Regions from separate parts of the Mus musculus genome. Here region 2 is linked to region 1. A link is a contact called in public HiChIP or PLAC-seq data. All regions are on one chromosome and are shown on one strand. The core of a region is the stretch at or near the end of the contact, and the rest is flanking DNA. Distances in the headings are between cores, read along the strand shown. Region 1 holds the start of Strip2 (striatin interacting protein 2). Region 2 has its middle 20 kb from the start of Nrf1.

Region 1 (6,236 bases), core at 388-2,887:
CAGCAAAGTTGGTTTGATAGCAACATACCTAATACAGTTAGGAGGATCAAAAAAAAAAAAAAATGTAGAGAAGTAGGAGTCATCTTAAAGATCAGTAGCTGTGCTGGCTGGTTTTGTGCAAACCTGACACCAGAAAGAGTCATTTTGGAAGAGGGAATTTCCATTGAGGAAAAACACCCCAGCAGTCTGACCTGTGTGTGCGCAAGTTTATGGGGCATTTTCTTGGCTGATGGTTGATGTGGAAGGGCCTGGCTCACTGTAAGCAGTTGTATTAAAAAGCGAGGAGGGACAAGCCAGAAAGCACAGTTCCTGCTTCCCTAGGTAATGAGCTGTAGGCTATCAGATGAAACAAACCCTCTCTTACCCAAGTTACTTTTGGTCATGGATTTTTATCACAGCAATTGAAACGCCAAGACTGAAGTAAACCAAGTGAACGGAAGTTTCTTCTATAGAGCAGCATACTTACCACACTGAGACAAGACTTAATGTAATCCTTGGGTGTTCTCTGTGCTTCAGAATTTCCTCATCAATAAAAACTGGATTCGTAAAAAATAACCTGTCCGGAAGAGGTGTGGTACCAAGAAAACACATACAACGCTTGGCACAGTCCCAACTCAATGATCCTTTCACTGTCTTAAAGTCATGGGTTACCATAGCGATTTGGTCCCTCCCATTCCCTTCATCCATTGTCAAGCCAGACCTGCCAATATATTTAAATTGTATTCGGGAGAGAGCCGAATCCACAGCCTTCAACTACCCGGTTACCTTCTGGTTACTTTTAGCTCTTAGGGCGTAGGATTTTTTTTTCTTTTCAATTTAAATATTTATTTGTTTGTATATGGGAATCGGGGAGGACACCAGGAGCATGTGTGGAGGTCTGGTGTCAAAGGACAACTTTTGGCTGTTCATTCTCTCCTTCCACCAAGTGAGGACCCGGGGATCGAACTCAACATCTTAGACTTAGATTAGGATTGTTTTAGAAATGGGAAGGAAAGAGCAGCGGGTGAGGGTGGGAGCTTGCCATCTATTCGCACCAAAAAGAAGGCGCCCACACAGCTAGGGACAAATGACAGGGAGCAGCCCTCAGGGATTTCAGTTAGGTCCCTCCCCGCAACTCTCATTCTCTCCTCCAAGAGTTCTCTTCCGAAAGCTTCCTGAGAGGGTAAGTTTATGGTGTGGTGGCTCAGGTTATCCTGAAGGCCAAGCCCTTTCTGCGACAAAGCGGGATGTCACAGGCGTGCAGCAGCCTGGATGAGGGGGTCCGGGTCTAGTACCGCCGAAACGTAGGCACTTTGGACCAGGGATGGACTAGGGCTCTCAGGAAAAGGCTGCTATGTGGGACAGGAACAGCACTGAAAAGAGCATGCAGCACGGAGCTAAGCCGCCTTGCGCTCAGGGTTCAGAATTCGAATCGTGGAGCTGGACGTGGAGTCTACTAGTCCCAGGCTACCAGCAACTGAGCAGTAAAAATGCCGGGGGTCCATGGGGAAAATATTCCTTGAAAGAGCCCCCGCCTCTGGATGGCTGATTAGCCAATCGCATCTCGGGGCGGGGCCTCGGAGAGTAGTTACAGCCAATCGGAGTTCAGGGGGCGGGGCCTGGTCCCGGGCGCGCGCTGTGGCGGGGTCGCCCTGGGCAGAGATCTTGGAGCTACGGTAGGGAGCCGCTGAGGCGAACCGCTGAAGGGAACCTTCCCAGCATGGACGACCCCGCGGCACCGGGGCCCGCCGGCTCTCCTGCTAATGACAACGGCAACGGGAACGGCAATGGGAACGGGAACGGCAACGGCGGCAAAGGGAAGCCGGCCGTGCCCAAGGGCAGGGAAACGTTCCGCAACCAGCGGCGGGAGTCGGAGGTGAGGAACCCGGAGGTATCCGCCAGCGGGAAGCGGCGGCTGAGGTGGAGCGGCCCTCAGCCCGGTCCCTTCCCGCTGCGGGTCGCCCGCTTTCTTGCCTTGGCCTGCGGTTTTCCTAACCGGCGCGAAGAGCGTAACAGATACTTTCCAGATACTTGACAGCTGCCGCCCGGTGAAGCCGGAATTTGGATCCCGGTGTACCGATGGGGAACCAGCGCATAGAGGTGCAGGGACTGGACGGAGGGGCGGGAGCCCGAGCTCTGCCGCGGGAGGGGAGGGTGGGCTGGCGGGCAGCACGCCCTCCCTCTTCACACTGCAGCAACTGGCACTGGACTGGACCAGACCAGCCTGGAGCACCAGCCTTCCCCTTGCTATATCTCCTGCCCTCGGGTGATGGCGGTGGCTTAGGGAGCGCCTTCCGCGAACAGCTCGCCCCTTTTCTAGGAGGGTTGAAAGACAGGATTCAAGCTGGGATAGGACCAGGGCGACGTTTGAGAGTAGCAGTCCCAGGATGCAGCTAATGGGATGGCTATTTAAATATCTTCCACCTTTTCTTAGGAAAAAAACAAAACCAAAACCAAAAAAAACTAACTTGGGACATGGAAAGGAATGAATTATTATTATTCCCCTACATTTTATCTAGCCATATTCCATCTATCAACCAAGAGCAAAACTGCATACAAGCAGGGACTCAGGGGGAACGAAATGTATGTGGAAGGGGATGTGAAGGTCATCTGGTTTAGCCTTTATTTGATTCGATTTCATCTGGATTTAATTATTTGAGACAGCCCATGGCAACGTCTATTGACAACTTGCCCTGGCTGGGCTTGAACTCACTGTGTAACTGAGGAGAGCTTTGATCCTCCTGCCTCTGTTTTTCAGGTGTTAGGATTACAAAATATGCTACCACAGTGAGCCTAACCTTTCATTTTACTACGTAGAAGCCACGGAGTTGGGGGGATGTGGCTCAGTGATGGAGTGCTTGTGTAGCTTACACAAGACTCTAAATTGATCCCCAGCAGCAGAAAAGGGGTCTGGTCATCTAGAGACAAAAGGTAAAAGAGATAAAACCAACTCTCCTGAGATCAGACACTTGGCTGACAGTGAATGGCCAAAACCACCAAGTTTCAGTGTCTGTCTGGCCAATTGTCTGTCTGTCTGTTTCAGTACCTCCATTTATTATCTGTGTGGCTTTAGGCAAATTAACTAACCTAGTTTCTTTTGTAAAACAGTTACCACTGAATAACTCAGAAGGTTGAGATAATCGAACACAAAGCCTTTTAAACAGTTCATATAATTAATTGGTCAGTACTTATAACTGTCATCATTCTCGTTAAGGGGCAGAGGGAGTCCTAGTCTGTGGTGATTCATTTAAATAGTATTTCACAGTTTCCAAAGTGATCAATCTGTCTATTTGGTTATTTGTTGTACAGAGACCAACACTAGCATATACACTGCCATTAAGCTCTCACCCCCGTCTCCTAGTTCCTAAAAGGTAAATGGAGCAGGGGAAACTGCCCCCAAAGTCACCATCTTGTACAGACAGGGTTTCTTTGTAGGGATTTTCTTTTAAAAGTGCCTTATACCTCCTTCCTCAAGAGAGACATTGGTGTGTTTTTCGATGAAGGAAAAGTTTAATCTTGGCTCATGGTTTCAGAGGACTATTGTGGTGGTGAGGCCATGTTGGAGGACAGCTCAAAACGGAGGAAGTGAAACATTGTTCTTGATCAAATATTTTGAGGGGCTAGCAATGAAGTTACAAGATGTTAATGATATATCAGTGAATAAGGCAGAAGGGTCTTTGCCCTTCTAGAGCAAGCATTCCAGGAAAGGTGGGGAGACACAATATGCAAATAAATGACCCCAGAGTGATAGGCTGGGTCTTCCTTCTGAAGTAGAGGCATGGCACAATCCCCACCTGTCTCAGTCCCCTGCAGGAAAAAGGCTCTCGTAGTGTGTTGCTTTTGCCAGTGAGCTCAGTGTGGCTCCCCGGAGTTTCACCTCCTGACTTTCCGCAGCTGCATTCTTCATGCTTGGAAATGAACAACTGCAGTAATCATCTCTGTCTGGGCTCATTGCCTCCAAAAGCCTTGCTGGAAAAATTAGTGTTACTTCCACCTTCTAAGGCAAAGGGTATGACTGTTAGTACGTCCCCTGTCATCTTTGCAGTGCCCAAATCTGCTTTTCCTTCCCTCTTTGTTTTCCAGTAAAGAAAATCCTTAGGGAAAATAGTTTTCTTTTCCTAGAACTCCTGAAAATTTTGCTAGAAGAGAATTACAATTGGCACAAATCAAGATATAGATAGATAGATAGATAGATAGATAGATAGATAGATAGATAGATAGATAGATAGATATGCATGATAAGGGCATTTCTTGTACTTAACTCTTAGTCTTTACAGTGACCCAGTGAAGAAAACCTTACTATTGTCCTATTTTATGGGTGAGAAAACTGAGCATTTTCCAACAATAGTTACTGATGCCAACTGAATGTCCTACAAATGAATTCAATTCTGACACTAATTGCCCAGATGTAGTGAACATACAAGATTGCCCCCAATTCATATGCAAGCCACAACTGAAGTTCCTAGATGGTATACATTTCTATTTGGCCAACTGTAAACTCAGGTTACTATTACCCCTTTCAAGTTTGAACGATAATTTGCTAGAATGACTGAACTCTGGGGTGTTTATATTTAAGATTCTAATTTTTAAATAAAAGGTTCAAATCAGAAACGTCCAAATAGAAGAAACTCATAGACAAGGTATGGGCTCAGATGGGTATAGAGACTGTGTTCTTTCTAAGAGTCACCATCCTAAGATGCACATGTCTAAGAGCACAGTTTTATTGTTTTGAGACAGGGTTTCTCTGTATAGAACTGGCTGTCCCGAAACTCACTGTGTAGACCAGGCTGGCCTCATAACTCAGAGATCCACCTATCTCTGCCTCCTAGGTGCTAGGATCAAAGGCATGAACCACCAAGCCTGAGCAAAGCCATTTTTTTTTCATTATATCAAACTGCAGGTCATTGTTTCAGGAATCTTCTCACCCCCACCCCACCCCTTTCTTTCTGTGCAGTTGGATGGGTACTTGTGTGCGCATGTGTGTGAAGGCCAGAGAAGAATCACATTCCTGAGCCATTTACTTCGTTTTTTGAAAAAAGCGAAATTGATGTATATTCTTTCTTTGGCAACCTCTTTTCCCATTACCAGAAATTTTTCTCTATTATAGGGCTCTGTGGACTGCCCTACTCTGGAGTTTGAATATGGAGATTCAGACGGGCATGCAGCAGAATTGTCAGGTATGAATAGATGGGTCAGTAGAGAGCGGGAGTGAAATGTGGTCAGGGGGAGAGGGAACAGGCCTGTAGTGTCTGTGACAGCTTGTCTGGTCTTAGCAAAGGGCTATGAAGAAGGGCTGTTACCATTATCTTCCTTTCCCCAACCCAACAAAAGTGCCTCTTTCATATCTCCTTCTGTAAATTCTTGATCTTAGTAGTCTTCATTTGTTCAGTCTATTCCTCTTTCCTGGTAATTCTTTTTCTTTTGCTGCACTGATTTGCTCTCAGATCAGTTCTCTCCACTTTCCAGTATTCACCTCTCTCTTCCTATAATCAATGTGTTCGCATATCTATTCTCTCTGCCACCTTTCTTTTAAAAATAACATTCTATCTCTGTCTACCCATCCTAATCTTTCTCCTAGTACTTGCCCTTATTAAAATTCCAGCCACAGCAGAAGGAGATTATAGGTAATTGGCTGGCTGGGTAAGGCTGGCCATCTCACCTACATCAGTCATGGTCAAGCTCTGCTGTAGGTATTTGAGTTGGGGTTAAATGATTCCATTCTTTTCTCAGTTCTGGGCTGCTGCTTCCTGTCTGGAATTTTAGAATAGGGCAAACGTGATCTCCTCACATTGAGGGCCTCCATACCACACGTGCTATGAATGCTAGTTATTAATAAATGAGCTTTGGGTAGAGATGGTGTGAAAGTTAAATATTCTGTCACATGGAAATGACACTTTGAGACACGCTTTTTCAGATAAAAAGACAAACATTTTTGCAGAAGCTCTGGTGAATAAGCACAGTGAATAAATTTTGCAGTGAGTGACAGAAATATTGAGGTTTAATAACGAACAAAGGATTAGAATCTAGAATCTGAGTCTGTGGAGAAAGAAAGAGATAAACAAAAGAGAGATGACTAATCTGTTAGAGAACTAGACGGAGAATAAGAACTCACAGGAAAGAAAGTCAGAAAGTCAGTAGATATATATAGGGGCATGTATGAGGCTCTCTGTTGAATCCACAGAACCACAAAAGTGTCTGTGCCTGTGTCTGTGTCTGTCTGTCTGAAAAGATGTTCAAGGTTTGATTTTTTTTTTCAT
Region 2 (6,236 bases), core at 826-3,325, 110 kb after region 1:
GCCCTCTGCCTCTGCCCTCTGCCTCTGCCTCTGCCCTCTGCCTCTGCCTCTGCCCTCTGCCCTCTGCCCTCTGCCTCTGCCTCTGCCTCTGCCCTCTGCCTCTGCCTCTGCCCTCTGCCTCTGCCTCTGCCTGCCTCCTCTGCCTCTGCCTCTGCCCTCTGCCTCTGCCTCTGCCTGCCTCCTCTGCCTCTGCCTCTGCCTCTGCCTCTGCCCTCTGCTTGCCTCCTCTGCCTCTGCCTCTGCCTCTGCCTCTGCCTCTGCCTCTGCCTGCCTCCTCTGCCTCTGCCTCTGCCTCTGCCTCTGCCTCTGCCTGCCTCCTCTGCCTCTGCCTCTGCCTCTGCCTGCCTCCTCTGCCTCTGCCCTCTGCCTCTGCCTCTGCCTCTGCCTCTGCCCTCTGCCTCTGCCTCTGCCTGCCTCCTCTGCCTCTGCCTCTGCCTCTGCCTCTGCCTCTGCTTGCCTCCTCTGCCTCTGCCTCTGCCTCTGCCTCTGCCTCTGCCTCTGCCTGCCTCCTCTGCCTCTGCCTCTGCCTCTGCCTCTGCCTCTGCCTGCCTCCTCTGCCTCTGCCTCTGCCTCTGCCTGCCTCCTCTGCCTCTGCCTCTGCCTCTGCCTCTGCCTCTGCCTCTGCCTCTCCCTCCTCTGCCTCTGCCTCTGCCTCTGCCTCTGCCTCTGCCTCTCCAGTGGCATGCACCACTATACCTGGTAAGAATTTTATTTTTACTTTATTATTTTTTAAAAGATTTATTTATTGTATGCATATGAGTACACTGTAGCTGTCTTCCAACACGCCAGAAGAGGGTATCAGATCTCATTACAGATGGTTGTGAGCCACCATGTGGTTGCTGGGAATTGAAATCAGGACCTCTGGAAAAGCAGTCAGTGCTCTTAACCGCTGAGCCATCTCTCCAGCCCCTATTTTATTTTATTTTTTTATTTTATTCTTTTGGTTTTTCGAGACAGGGTTTCTCTGTATAGCCCTGGCTGTCCTGGAACTCACTTTGTAGACCAGGCTGGCCTCAAACTCAGTCTGCCTGCCTCTGCCTCCCGAGTGCTGGGATTAAAGGCGTGCGCCACCACGCCTGGCTTTTCTTTTTTTTTTTTCTTTTTCTTTCTTTCTTTTTTTTTTAAATGTGTCTGTTTCCTGCATCTGTGTGAATGTATGCCATTGATGTGCTGGTGACCTCAGAGGCCAGAAGAAGGTGTTGAAATCCCGTGGAGCTGGTGTTAAGGGCAGTTTAGAACTGCTAAATGTAGTCGCTAGGAGCTGAATTCAGTTCTTCTGCAAGAATAGCAAGTGCTCTCAACTGCTGAACTATCTCTTCAGACCCTTTTATTTTCTAGATATGACTGTCTGTCTGTCTGTCTGACTCTCTCTCTTTCTCTCTCTCTCTCTCTCTCTCTCTCTCTCTCTACATATATATATATATATATATATATATATATATATATATATATATATATATATATATATACCACGTACATGTCTGCTGCCCTTAGTGGCCAGTGGAGAGAGTCAGATCCCCCTAGAACTAGAAGTACAGGTAGAAGTGAGCCACCATGTGTGTGCTAGGAATTGACTGACCCCGGATCCTCTATAGGAACAACTGCTAAGCTGTCTTTCCACCTGAGGGTTTTGTGTGTGTGTGTGTGTGTGTGTGTGTGTGTGCGTGCGTGTGTACACGTGTTATTTTGCTTTGCTTTTTGAGACAGGGTCTCCCTACAAAGCTCTGGCTGTCCTGGAGCTCTCAGTGTAGTCCAGACTAGCCTTGAACTCGCAGAGATCTGAGTGCTGGGTTTAAAGCCATACATCACCACACCCAACCTCAACCCCAGAATTTTATTACAGCAGGAACACTAACAGCTTGAACTGAGAGATAGGGTAAATGGGAAGAAGCCTAAGGGACCCCCAAAGTTTTTCTGCCAAGAAACAGATGGACGGACACAGTTGTAACTATCAGACACATTTCTGAAAGGGGGAAAACACTAAAACTAAAACCAGCGGGTGCGTGACTTAAGAGGAAATGGAGCCCGAGGCCATAGGGTGGGGCCTGGAGCCGGACAGGAAGTACTCCAGCCTGGAAACAAGTTTGTCTGAGTGGAGCTAGAATCTGAGTGCAGTGAAGGAATCCTTTCTCCTTCCTCCTCGCCTCTAAGCCCCACCCGCTTCATAGCAACTTTCCCCGAGCCCAGGCCCGCCTTCCTCTCAGTAGTTACTTGACTGACAATGACTTTGATCTTTTGATTACTTTGCCTCCCCCTCTGGAATTTCAAGCATTGCCACCATGCCTACTTTTATGCTGTTGTAGGGTTGGAACACGGGGCGGGGTGTAGTAGGGTTGTAGCCCAGGCTGACCTTGACCTCCAAACAATCTTTTTTTCCTCAGTTTTCCAAGTGCTGGGATTACAGACACCCACGGCTACACACAGGTTCTGACTGTTTTTTCTAAAGTAAAAATTCATGATAACTAAGGAGCTGAGGGCAGGCACATCCCTATAATCCCATCACGCAGGAGATGGGGTCAGAGGGCCACGGGAGTCTTGCCTGGTAATGAGTTTATAGCCTAGAATATATGAGACTGTCAAGAAAGAAACTAAGGCCGGGGGTGGTGCATGCCTTTAATCCCAGCACTCGGGAGGCAGAGGCAGGTGGATTTCTGAGTTCGAGGCCAGCCTGGTCTACAAAGTGAGTTCCAGGACAGCCAGGGCTATACAGAGAAACCCTGTCTCGAAAAAGAAAGAAAGAGAGAGAGAGAGAGAGAGAGAGAGAGAGAGAGAGAGAGAGAGAGAAAGGAAGGAAGGAAGAAAGAAACTAAGGATGGGGACGTGGGGAGAGAGAAGAGAAAGATCAAGATAAACTGAATGATACAGAATCTGACATTAGAGCCATCCCAGGAACGTCCACGTGGTGGTTGGGATGGAGCTGGGAAATGTCCAGTAGAGCTGTCCTATACCATTCCCTTGGATTCCCACTTGCTCCTCTGATGGAAACTGTATCCTCTCTTCTGTTAACCTGCTTGGTGAAAACTGCTGTGAGCTAGCATCAAAATCTAAGCAATTTAAGGCAGCTTGCCCTTGCCAGGGGTAATGTGCGCAGGGTTTTTGGTTTGGTTTGGTTTCGATTTTTGCATCCTTATCATCATTGGGGGGGGACGGGACTTTTTCTGGCAGTACATTCAGCGGCTCAATGGAAAAGATGCTGTGAATGTCAGCGAGGAGAAATGACTTCAGACCCAGTGTCCCGTCCTTGTGAACCTCACATGCTGGTTCACTCTTATATTTTTGTTTTTTTAAGATTTATTAATTATACATAAGTACACTGTAGCTGTCTTCAGACACACCAGAAGAGAGCATCAGATCTCATTACAGGTGGTTGTGAGCCACCATGCAGTTGCTAGGATTTGAACTCAGGACCTCTGGAAGAGCAGTCAGTGCACTTAACAGCTGAGCCATCTCTCCAGCCCCTGGTTTATTCTTTTGTAGCAGAGACCTTTGTGAACTGACAAGGGGTTCTCTGGTTGCTATGGAGCTAACAAGCATACTGTTGCCTACTCCAGCTTTGTACATTTTCAGTCTGTTGTTGAGTAGTGGTTTCCTCTGGAGTGAATCAGTCCCTCCTGGAGCGGGGAGAAAGGAAATTTATAAGACTCAGGAAGCAAACACAATTTACAAGTCTTAGAAAGCTACTGAAACATCCACCCCCAACACACCCACCCACACCCAAAGTTGTATAAGCGGTAACAATTGCTTGGGAGAAGAGCCTACTGTGGGACTACCTACAGGTTGTGAGCTGTCACTCACGCAGGGGGTGGGCATTTTGGAGGTACAGCTGCCTTTGAGTCATCCTTCCTGCTCCAAGTAAACTGTCAGCCACACCCTTGTGAATCCGTAATCTCATTGCTTTATTCAGCTAGTCTCTGGCAGAACAGACAATTGTTCTAGTCTCCCAGAAAGAGTCACACAGTTCTACATCCTCAAAAGAACTCGGTAAGATTTAGCACCTTCCTTGTGGGACCATTACTTTCTTGGCTGTACTTTAATGACGATAGCTGTAGGTAAAAGCCAGAGTCGGAGCTAGGAATTGTTTTACCATAGCTAGGCCCACAGTAGGTGCCTACTAAGTTGTTTCCCAGATAACAATAACATGAAAGCAGTACAACTCTTCCTTCCTTGTTCCAGGATCCCCCATGAATCCTAAACTCTACAAGAGGCTCTCAAATCCCTTTTAGAAAATGGTTCAAAGTGGTTCTAAGACCTGCCATATCCTCCCATACACTTCGAATCATCTCTAGATTACTTATTGTGGTAGTTTGAATGAAATGTGGAGGTGGGCTCTGAGCGGTCAAAGCCTCTGGCGACCCCCACTATGCTTTCTCTGCCTCCAGGTTGTAGCTTGAGGTGTGAACTCTCTGGTCTCAGCTCTCAGATCCAGTCACCAGGCCTGCCTGCTGCCATGCTTCCCCCACCGTGATGTTGATGGAGTCTCTTCTTTTAAAAAAAATGTATTAGTTTTATTCTGTGTTTTGCCTGCATGTGTGTAACTGCACTGTGTGCATGCAGTGCCTTAGGAGGCAAGAATAAGGCCTCAAAGGGCCTGAACCTGGAGTTACAGAGAGTTGAGAGTCAACAAGTAGGTGTTGGGAGCTAAATCCAGGTCCTCTGTGTGCTCTGACCTGCTAAGCCATCTCTCCAGCTCTAGGGATGAGCTGTTGGCTCTCTAGAACCAGAAGCCCAAAGAAACCTTTCCTTCTGTAAGTTGCCTTGGTTATAATATTTTATTACGACAGAAAATTACCATGTACAATCCCTAATACAAGGCAAATGCTGTAGAGAGTAGTCAGACTGTGCATTTTGGACAATAATGAGCCAGAAAAGTACATATGTTCAGTACAGATGCACATTTTATTTTTTCTGCGTATTTTGATCCACCATTGATTGAATCCAAAAAGGAAGAAGCCAGAGATACAGAGGTGGACGGGACTCCTTTCTGCTCTCTAGGAAAAGCCTATGCATGCCGTCCATTAATGAAACTCATCTCTATGGTGAGTTCATTCAGGAGGTGAAGGGTGACTCTGGCCAGGATTTTTGCTTAGGCACCCGGTCTCAAAACTACAAAACTACTAGTTAGGGGTGAGGTCTATCCTACTTGAACCGGGAGACCAAGAATTGAGATCACTGTACCTTCAAAGCAAAGTAAGGGCTATGTGTCCCTTTATTCTTTTGTTTTGTTTTGTGTTTTTGTTTGTTTGTTTGTTTAAGTTAGGTGTTTTTCTTTTTTTCTTTTTTCTTTTCTTTTTTTGAGACAAGGTTTCTTTGTGTAGCAGAACTAGCTCTGTAGACCAGGTTGGCCTCACAGAGATACTGTAGACCAGGCTGGCCTCACAGAGATACTGCCAGGGCTGGGATGAAAGGCTTGCAACAACAGGCCCGTGTTTGGCTTTTTATATAGTTTACTGTGTACCCGTGGTCATAGTTAGGCCATAGTGCATGTGTACAGTCAAAGAACAGCCTGCAGGGACACAGATTCTAGCTTGTGGGTTCTGAGGATCTTGTCCTCAGGTTTGGTGGCAAACACCTTTACCTGTGGAGCCATCTCACAAGCCCTCTATGAAGTGGTAATGAAGCTATCGAGGAACATCAAAGAGAGATAGCTTGGTGTTATATTCCCACTAAGGAAGGCACACAGCACCAAAGGAGTAATCGTGCTCCACCCAGATATTTGAACAAAAATCAAATCAAGTGTGTAGACCTAAAAGAGATGCAATCAGAAAAATCCCAATTATGTGACACTCTCCAGTGCCACTTTTCAGTTTCTCCAGTGACAAAAAGAATTTTACGGAAATACAAGATAGCCGGGCATGGTGGCGCACGCCTTTAATCCCAGCACTCAGGAGGCAGAGGCAAGAGGATTTCTGAGTTCGAGGACAGCCTAGTCTACAAAGTGAGTTCCAGGACAGCCAGGGCTATACAGAGAAACCCGGTCTCAAAACAAACAAATAAACAAACAAACAGATGGAAATACAAGATAGAGGAAACTACATGAAAAGAGATGAGAGATTTGAAAGGAAACCCGGCCCATCAAAATACATAGACTTAGTCTGCATCAGAAATGCATCAATGAGGAAAAAAAATAAGCAATAATAAGGGGTAAATGGATGCTTGGTGTTTGTTCTTTATTATATGTTTTTATGTGTGTCTTAGGGTTTTACTGCTATGAATAGACATCATGGCCAAAACAACTC

Evidence for each region. HiChIP or PLAC-seq counts read pairs in DNA pulled down with a chosen protein or histone mark.
Region 2: an H3K4me3 HiChIP or PLAC-seq map of embryonic stem cells shows a contact between it and region 1, with 24 read pairs. The contact joins the enhancer-like site here to the promoter of Strip2 in region 1. A contact is called at or near these places in 6 of 39 promoter capture datasets (the 3T3-L1 cell line, the HPC-7 cell line, cranial neural crest and 3 more), 1 of 484 Hi-C or Micro-C datasets (olfactory sensory neurons), 3 of 115 datasets of contacts at active chromatin or transcription factors (embryonic stem cells and neural tube) and 3 of 9 other capture datasets (adipose tissue, liver and pancreatic islet).

The regions. Positions count from the first base shown.
Region 1 is chr6:29,915,376-29,921,611 of GRCm38.p6, forward strand. It overlaps Strip2 (striatin interacting protein 2), which reads left to right and starts at 1,638. Exons shown (of 21, transcript NM_177204.3): 1 at 1,638-1,855; 2 at 5,087-5,156. The coding sequence starts at 1,700.
Region 2 is chr6:30,024,821-30,031,056 of GRCm38.p6, forward strand. No RefSeq gene overlaps it. Among named protein-coding and RNA genes, the nearest start is that of Nrf1, 20 kb to the right of the region's middle. Within about 2 kb of position 2,076, at least 59 of the 459 cell types and tissues checked have an H3K27ac peak or open chromatin away from gene starts, as enhancers often do. A contact at or near this core is called in adipose tissue and embryonic stem cells, where this site is marked.